2 separate regions of the Mus musculus genome follow, and region 2 is linked to region 1. Evidence: chromatin contacts called from public HiChIP or PLAC-seq data. All regions are on one chromosome and are shown on one strand. Each heading gives the region's core, a stretch centred on a gene start, on an enhancer-like site or on the middle of the called end of the contact. The rest is flanking DNA. Distances are from core to core; before and after follow the strand shown. Region 1 holds the start of Zbtb42 (zinc finger and BTB domain containing 42). Region 2 holds the start of Brf1 (BRF1, RNA polymerase III transcription initiation factor 90 kDa subunit).

Evidence for each region. HiChIP or PLAC-seq counts read pairs in DNA pulled down with a chosen protein or histone mark.
Region 2: a contact with region 1 is called in an H3K27ac HiChIP or PLAC-seq map of extraembryonic endoderm stem cells, with 2.5 times the contacts expected there. The contact joins the promoter of Brf1 here to the promoter of Zbtb42 in region 1. A contact is called at or near these places in 4 of 39 promoter capture datasets (the C10 cell line, the HPC-7 cell line and cranial neural crest), 2 of 484 Hi-C or Micro-C datasets (bone marrow and neutrophils), 1 of 115 datasets of contacts at active chromatin or transcription factors (extraembryonic endoderm stem cells) and 2 of 9 other capture datasets (adipose tissue and liver).

The regions. Positions count from the first base shown.
Region 1 is chr12:112,676,517-112,680,762 of GRCm38.p6, reverse strand. It overlaps Zbtb42 (zinc finger and BTB domain containing 42), which reads right to left and starts at 1,923. Exons shown (of 2, transcript NM_001100460.1): 1 at 1,818-1,923; 2 at 1-1,387. The coding sequence starts at 1,370. The coding sequence ends at 108.
Region 2 is chr12:112,997,917-113,002,674 of GRCm38.p6, reverse strand. Brf1 (BRF1, RNA polymerase III transcription initiation factor 90 kDa subunit) reads left to right here and starts at 2,054. Exons shown (of 18, transcript NM_028193.3): 1 at 2,054-2,502. The coding sequence starts at 2,319. It overlaps 9230104M06Rik (a long non-coding RNA gene), which reads right to left and starts at 1,951. Exons shown (of 3, transcript XR_001780729.2): 1 at 1,763-1,951; 2 at 1,249-1,318.

The DNA of each region.
Region 1 (4,246 bases), core at 674-3,173:
GGGTAGTGCTACCACCGGCCTGTGCTTTTTTCCTCTGCCCCAGAGTCCCACCCAGGAGACCCTGCCCCTTTTCTCCCTCCACCTTGGGGGGGATACAGAAAAACACTTCACACAAGCAAGGGCTTGACTAGGCCATAGTGGAACTTGCGGACATGGCGGTACAGGTCACCGGACTGTGTGAATCTGCGCTCACACCAGCGGCAGGCATGGGGCTTCTCCCGCGTGTGGACCACAGCATGCCGGCTTAAGTTGTGTGAGTACTGGAAGCTCTTGCCACACTGCACGCAGGTATAGGGCTTCTCCCCAGAGTGTGTCCGTTCATGCCTCTTCAGGGTGTATGTGCAGGAGAAGGTCTTGCTGCAGAGTGGGCACGTGGGCACGGACCCCTCGGGGGAGAGCCTGGCACGGACACTGTCCCGCTCCCGGAAGTGGGCGCTGAGATGCAGCTGCAGTGCGTGGGTGCTAGGGAACAGCTTGCAGCATAGCGGGCAAATGCAAAGGTGCCTGCTGGGACCCAGCTCTTCACTGTCGAGCACTGGCTCTGCAGGCAGCCCAAGCTGCTGGCTGCCCGTCCCTTCGATGTGCAGTGGCTCCAAGTCCACTGCCAGGCCCTGGGCTGCAGAAGCACAGACTGGTGGTGGGGATCGGTCCGCGCTCTGCGGGCTGCTGCTATCTTGTTCTGAGAACGAATCTTGCTCAGCCTTCACCAGAGGCTGCGCCACTTGCTGTACGGAGCTGCAGAGGGATGTCTGGAGGCGACAGGGTGGGTGTACCTGCTCCGGTCTTGGGCTAGGCTTCAGTGACAGGTCCAGGGCCCCACTTGACTGCTCTGCAACCTGCCAAGACGGAGGTCCAAATGTTGGCAGGGGATGGGTAGCCTTGACCCCTAGAGATGGGTGTTTGGCCTTTGGTGCGGCTTGGCAGAAGGCAGGGGACCAGGAAGGCAGGGGGTGTGGTGGCTGCCCAGGAAGCTCTGTCCCCAGCGTACGGGTCTCCAGATCTGGGTCCTTCTTTCTGAGTCTGCCCTTGCAGACCTTGACGATGTCATACATGTGCAGGTAACTGGCGGCAGCCAGGACGTCCTCGACAGGTAGGTTGTGCAGGTCCAAGCGGCCCTCGTACATGAAGTCCAGCAGGCGGCTGAAGGCGGGTACCGTGACGATGTCGCCGTTGAGCCGCACCGTGTCGCGGCTGCTCGCGGGCTGATCCCTGTAGAAGAGATGGAAGTAGACACTGCACGCGGCCAGTACAGCGCGGTGCGCAGGGAAGCGCGCGTCGCCCACCAGAACAGTGCAGTCGCACAGGAACCCCAGCTCGCGCTGCTGCCTCAGGCGGCCCAGCAGCCGTACGCCGTGCTCCGGGAACTCCATGCCGCCGCAGTCATCACCTGGGCACAAACGGGACGCCTGTCAACACGCCGGGGATGCCGTGGCCCCCGCTCGCCCCGACGCGCCCTTCCCGGGTGCAGGCAGCCCACAGAGAGGCGCGGGAGTGACGCGCGCAACCGCCAGCCCTGAGCTGCCCCGGCACCTGCCCGGAGCAGGAAAAACTCGATCGAAAGTAAACAGAAGCCGCTCTGCCGCCGGGGCGGGGCTCGGGGCGCAGCGGAGGGGCCGAGCCGCGCGGACAGAAAGAAGTCAGGACTTCAGGCTGCCTCGCCCCCCCCCCCCCGCCTGCCGCGCCCCCCGACGCCAGAGTCGCCGCCCGCCCGCACCGCCGCCAGCTGCCACCGCTGCCGTCGGCCCCATTTATGGCAGCGCGGCCGTGGGGAACGGCCGGCTAGGCAGGCGGAGCCGAGTACCCGCCCCTGTGCTCACCTTCGCCGCACGCGCGGCTCTCCGCTCGTTCTGCAAGCTTTCCCGTGCAGCTCGGACCGCACCGAACTGGGGGCGGCGCGCCCCGGCCGGGAGGGCGCGGGGACCCGGACGGCGCCGGGCGGGGCGCGCACTAACTTGGCCGGCGGGGCAACGCCTGCTGCTTGCCCCGCCCCGAAGAGCGAAACTCCCGGCTGGAGCTGGAGGGGGCGGACCGGGCGACTTCCCGGAGCGGCCGAACCGCTGAGGTCACCTCGCTACCCCTTCTCTGTCCGCCCCACCCGGTCAGTCCCGCTAGAAGCTAGCCCGCCGCACTCTGTGACGGGAGGGGGTGCGGGACCCTCTCGCGATACTTGTCTCCTGGGCCTCTGTGTCCTCCATGGGGTCCCGACTGCCCTGGTGGACAAAGGGGCAGTTGCTTCTCCGTGGACTACGGGACAATGGCCTCGGACCCGTTGGAAGACGGTCCTTCAGATGGGTCAGGGCGCCAATGAGAGACCACAAATGTCAAAAAGAAATTCACTTCGCCCTATGAAGATTTCTCTTGAATTCACGTTAACACATCTGGGACAGGCCGTGGAGCTGGGGTCTCAGAGAGAGAATTACCGCCCTCTGCAGACCCTGGGCTGACAGTCAAGCGCACTAAGATCTGTGACAGAGGGCACTGGGTAGGGCAGATGTGGTGGGATGGGTTTAAGACACAATCACAGAGAAGTGGCAGGAGACCTCCGGAGTTAGGCAGACAGGTCACACACAGGATGTAGGAGGAGTGATATGGAGAGAGGCCAGGGCCGGCACCCTGGGCACAGTGTTCCAGGGGAATCAGGGTCAGCAGGGTTTGAGGAGACTCCTGCTTCTTCTGGGGAGAGGACGTGACAATAGAGCCCGGGGTTTAGAGGAGTCGAGGCCCCTTGGCATGGGCTACACCAATGGCTCCCAAGTGTGCAGGCGGAGGGGTATTCTTAGCTGAGGGGGCTTGAAGTTGCTTGAGACATCGCTCACGTTGAGCTTCATTAAGCTTGTCAGTTAGACACTCTCATTTACAGTTCTAGCGTGAGGGAGGGGCCACGCAGTACCAAATCACAGAGCCAGAGTTCCTATGGGGCTAGGCCCGTTCCGAATTTTCACCTTGCATTTGTTAGAAGTCCAGGGACCAATAATGTTGGGTGGGCACCACATAGAGAGCTGGAGGGTAAGTATGAAGGAGGTCTTGCACAGGAATTACAGGGAAAGGGGTTTGGGTAGAATATCCAAAGGCATTCTGGGTAGAGACAGCCGCTGAGTCCTGTCTCTCCCCCCAACCCCCTGCCCGGCTCATTAGACACTCAGAACAGAGTACCCAGTTGTGAAGTGGGGCTTTCTGGCTGTTGGGGACAGCTCCAGGGGGCCTGTTCAAAGTTGTATTGGAAGCCCAAGGGGGCTCCCAGGGTTCCTGGAGGACCTAGATTCTACAGGGAAGAAAACCAGTGTTGTACTAAACGGAGGTTGAAGCAGGGATATTTCAAGTTCTAGACCAGCCTGAGCTACATGGCAAGGCCCAGTCTCAACTTCCTGCCCTGGAAAAGAAATGTATGTGTCTGAAATGCACATTTGACTATATTTTCTTCATCTGGCACCTGCAGTAAGAAGCCTAGAGTCACCTGGCAGTTATCCAGGCACTGCATGGCTGAGGGGCGGAGCTTGGCTGCCCCCAACATAGGAGCCCGGCCGGGGGAGGGCCAGTTCCCTCTGACTGTCCAAGTATTTACCACCACTCTACCTCTGTAGGAATGGCCCACATCCTATGTTCAGAGTAAGCCCAGATCCTACCGTCCCTCTCTGGAGCCTGCCTCTGCCTCAGCCCCTCCCAGAATTAGCATGATTCTGAGCCCCAATATCCGTGGTTCTCAACCTTCCTAATGCTTCAACCTTTTAATAATACAGTTCTTCATGTTGTGGTGACTCCTAACTATAAAATTATTTTTTGTCGCTACTTCATAAATTTAATCTTGCCACTTTTACGAATCGTCCTGTGAACCATCTGCTTTTCTGATGATCTTAGGCGACCTCTATGAAAGGGTCATTTTATCCCCAATGGGTCGTGACCCACAGGTTGAGAACCACTGCCCTACCCCCTTAATAATAAATACCTCTGCTACTGGGGACTAGCAACACGGGAATCAGAGCATATTCTAGGGACCTGTGAAAATTAACTTCAGGGCATACCGTAAGGCGATGTGCCTGTGGTCCTGGGATGTTCTTTCCAAAGTCCCTGACACGGTCTCTCCTCTTTATTCCTGCCTTTGCTTGAAGGTCACGTCTTTAGTGAGTTCCTCCCTGATCCCTCTTGACCTGCAACCCATCCTGCATGGACCTGTGCAGAGTCCAAGGTTGTCCATCAAGGTGCGTCCCTGTTCCTTTAGCAGGCCACGCTTGTGTGCCTAAGCCTGCCA
Region 2 (4,758 bases), core at 805-3,304, 320 kb before region 1:
AAGGGCTTGACTATGTCATACAAACTTGGGAATGGAAGGACGCAAGGCTAATGAGTGGATTGGGTAAAGCAGTGGTATAGCAGAATCCATAGCAGAATCTGTGCAGAGCAAAGGGGTTTAACACAGGCACTCTCTTCTCTTTGTGGTACGCCTAATACTTCTCCATGATGAAGCATTTGGGGGTACCCCCAGCTCTGAGCTATGTTTTCTCTCTACACAATGGCATTCATGAGTGATAAGCTCACCTTTTCATGTTTATCCCCTGCAGAGCAAGATATTCTTGCTCTTTAAGACTCAGATTGGGTGAGCCTTTTTCAAGATAGAATGGCAGGGAAGCATCCCCAGGCCCTCCAAAGAAGATAGGGCTCCACCTGGTTCCTCTGTAGGGGCTGAAGAACTTGCTGCTCTTCCCTTCTTAGCACTTGTCTTACTGCAATGTACATTGGGGTCACTGAGAAGGGACAAGGCTCAGGGGCATCTGTGAGGAGGTCTGAAGGACCCTGGTCCTCCACCTTGGGACTCTGACCATGGTTATCTCCTAAAGACACCAACTGTATAGGGAACCAGGAGCTCCTGTGAGTGCTTCACTCTGGGTTTCTGGAGTATTGCTTTGTTTTTGTTTTTTTTCCGGACATACCATTGGCTGTCCTGGACCTTTTGAGGCATTCAATGACATGTTGATTTGGGATCCCTTGGGGTGACTCGAGAGCACAGGAACTGTGCAGCACTCCAAATCCTTCAATTCCTTCATTTGCCATTTGACTTTAATATGTATTGTGCACATGATGGTGAGAGGGTACATGTGTGGAGGTCAAAAGAGAATTTTGTGGAGTAAATTCTCTCAGTCCGCCTTTACCAGAGTTCTTGGGATTGAACTCAAGCAAGGCAGACAGATTTGCTTGGCATTTACTTGACGAGCAATCTCACCAACCCTTCCTTTGCTATGTTTTGAGGAGATCCCTCCCAAGTTCTGTTTGTTTGTTTGTGACAGGGTTACTCTATGTATAAAACAGAGTCCTGGCTGGCCTCTAATTCACAGAGATTCACCTGCCCCTACCTCTGGAGTGCTGGGACTAAAGGTGTGCACCAACACAATCGGCTTTTTCCAAGTTGTTGTTCTTGTTCTTCTTCTAAATTGTGTTGATAACGCTGGTTTTGCAAGCTGATCAGAAGTCTGCATATTTACAATGCTTCCCTCTTAGTTTGAGCTCCTGTGGCATCCTGCAGTCTAATTTTGGAGTTTCTTACCTGTAGTAGTGCACAAGATTTGCTAAACTTCCCAAGGACTGACAGGTATGGCTGAGATTGTGAGCAGCGCCTGCGGATGCAGAGGGTTCTGTGTATGCTCTACTTTACCCAGAGCTCACTACCCTACTACCCAGACCCGTTACTGCCAGGAAATAGGAAGTCCTGCTGAGAACTCAGCGTTGAGGTGACCAACTGTGGTCCCAGAGACTGTTCACCCTGGGACTGAGGGATGGGGGATGAGGTGTCTGCAGCAGAGTCTGGGAGAACATTCCAGGTCCCTCTTAAACGCTGCCCCGCCGGCAGTCCTTGATCCTGCCCTCTAGGGCTTGCTGACTCCCCAAGTTACTCCCACTACATCCAGCCCAGGACGCTCCCAAAGCCTATTGTGCCAATCAGTGCAGGCTCCACGGGCCGGGCCTTGGCCGCACACAAGTTACCGCCCACAAACCCATCCCACTACTTTGTTTCCAGATTTCCTCTCTCAGACAATCGGCTCTCCTTCGGCTCCGCATACCGAAAGCTTCGTGGCCTCGGCGCCATCTACAGGCTCCTCCCATACTCGTCCCAGCTCCACCCACCGGCCTACTCCGGGCCCCGTCACTTTAAGCCTCGCCCCTGTCCCAGGCTCCTCCCTCAGCCCGCATTTCCTCCTAGGCTCCTCCCACGGCCCGAGTCGGGTCCCGGGCTGCGCTCCTCGCCCCGCCCCGCCCCGCCCCGCCCTTCTCGCCCGCCCTCCAGTCCCGCCCCGTTGTTGGCTTTTGGCCCGCGAGGCCTCCGGGTTCCAGGTTTGGAGCTTTGCTTCCGGCCGCCCGGAAGGTCGGCGGTTCGGTCCCAGCGTCCCAACGATTCTTGAGTTCCTTTATCGGTCCCGCGGGCGCGGCCGTTGCAGGCAGCGCGGCCCGCACGCGCTGGGCGAATCTGCCGCGACGAATCGGCAGGCGTGGCGCCGGCGGCCTCGCGAGAGTGCGGCGCAGACGGAGGCGGCGCGACGGGCCTTGCGGGCTGAGGGCCGCGGGCGGAGAGCGGACTGCTGAGCGGCTGGGGGGCCGGTGGGGCCCCGCGGCTCCACCATGACGGGCCGCGTCTGCCGCGGCTGCGGCGGCACGGACATCGAGTTGGATGCGGCGCGCGGCGATGCGGTGTGCACGGGCTGCGGCTCGGTGCTCGAGGACAACATCATCGTGTCCGAGGTGCAGTTCGTGGAGAACAGCGGCGGCGGCTCGTCGGCGGTCGGCCAGTTCGTGTCGCTGGACGGTGAGTTCTGCAGCTCGGGCGAGGGGGCCGGGCAGGGCTGCGTGTGCGAGGTCCGAGGGAGGAGTCGAGGCTGGCGGGGAAACTGAAGTAGGTCGTCCTGTGACAGACCGTGGGCAGTCGGACAGGGAAACTGAGGCAGGGCCGGGCCGGGAATCTGCAGCCAGGTCCCCTCCGAGTCCCGTACGCCGATGTAAACTCCGCGATCTGCCCGGTCCAAGCGTCGCGGTCCGGTCCAACGGAGGTCGTCGGGCTGGGTCCCGAAATCTGACAGGCACGGCTTTCAGGCTCGCAGGTTCCGTTTATCCGGTTGGCCACTCTAACAGGTGTCATTGCCCTAAGGGCTATGAAGAAGATGTGCCCAGCCTCAATTCTCTGCCCAGTCGCCTGAGTCCTTATCTTTTTAAAATAAGGGTTTGTTTCCTAACCGTTGAATGTCGAGTCTCTAGGTGAGTTATACTTCCAAGTCTTTCTTTGTATATCTGATTCTTGAGGCAAATGTTACTATTTTGACCAAAGGTTTTACATTTTGAAGCATTCCAATTTGTCGCCTTTTCTTTCTTGAGAGTTTCCTTTGTCACGAATCTAAGATGTCTTTGAGTCACCGCGTTTGTCTTCTAAAAGTTATTGTTTACACTTTTACGCAGTTTTGTTTTTATTTTCTGTAGACTGGGGATCTAGCCCAGGGACTCTGGCACACTAAACAGTTCCCAAATCCCTATGTCAGTGGAAGCCTAGTCCACATTTTTTGAGTTAAGCCTTGTGGAAAGTGGGATGTGCGGGCTGAGGCTCCTTTCTTGTCTGCGGAGGTACCATTTTCCACACATAGTTTGCTGAAAGGATTCCTTTTTTTTTTTTTACATGGAGTTACCATTGTTCCTTCCGCAGAGGTCATTGTCTGCCCCCCTGTGTGAGTCTGCTCCGGGTTCTGTAGTGCATTCAGCCTGACCTTTTGTTTACATTTAATGTTTTGCGATCAGAATTGTGAGCCATCCAGCTTTTGCCTTCCTCTATGGACTAGTGTATTTGTAATCTCTTTCCCTTGGACTGTATGTAACTGTATTTGCATATTTATATGTATTGTGTGTATGGAGCTGGAGCCCAGGTCTTGCTCATACTAAGCAAGTGCAGTGCCACTGAGCTCTCTATGTTCCTAGCTTTTTATGGTTTACTTTGAGTTAGGGTTTTGACAAGTTGTCCAGGCTGGCTTTGAACTTAATCAGTAACCCAGGCAAGCATTGAGCTTGCAGTCCTCCTGACTCAGCCTCTTAAGTAGTTGCAGTTATGAACCTGTACTACCAGACCCAACTTTTTGGGTTTTTTTTTGAGACAAGATGTTCCTGTGTAGACTGGTTGGCCTTGAACTTTTAGCAGCCTCCCCTGCCTCAGTTTCCTAAGTACTGGGATTACAAGCATGCACACCATGCCCTGTGCGGCTGAGGCTGTGTGTGTGGTGTGTGTGTGTGTGTGTGCACAGGCATACATGTATGTGTGGGCACATGAGTAAGGAGGCCCAAAGTTGGCATCAGGAACCCTCCTTGATAGTTCTCCACTTTACTGAGTCAGGGTCTCTTGCTGAACTTGGGGCTCCTGATTCCGGCTACTCTAGCTAACCAGGTTGGCCAAGGGATTACCACTCTCAGCCTCCCAACTGCTGGGGTTATAAGTGGCTAACACTCCTGACCTGCTTTTATGTGCATCCTGGGGATCTGCACAGCAAGCATTTACTCCACTGACCGACAGGACTGTCTCCCCAGCCCGTGCAGCAGATTGTTGAATCTGCTGTGAGTTCCAAAAGCAAGCTCACCTGAGGCATTGTCCTGGGGTATTGGCCTGTAGTTTAACATCTATCAGCCTTAGATGTCAAGGTAATGAATGTACTCCTGAAACAAGTGAGCTGTGTCCCTGCCTCCCCACCCCCCCTTACTTTCTGGAAGGGACTATATACAAACAATGCCCTCTGCGCTCTTTCTCTTTCCTAGTTTCACTATGTAACTTAAGCTGGCCTCGAACTCATGATGCTCCAGCTTCAGTCTCTACACAGCCGAGATTGTAGGCGTGTGCCTACCACTTCTTGCATCTGTTCTTACTTAAATATTAAGGTTTCTCTGTGTAGCTCTGGCTGTCCTGGAACTCAGAAATCCACCTGCCTCTGCCTCCCGAGTGCTGGGACTAAAGGCGTGCGCCACCACAGCCCGGCTTTTTTAACTTTTTTTTTTTTTCCAATATTAAGGTTTCTTTTTCAGCTTCTGTCATAGT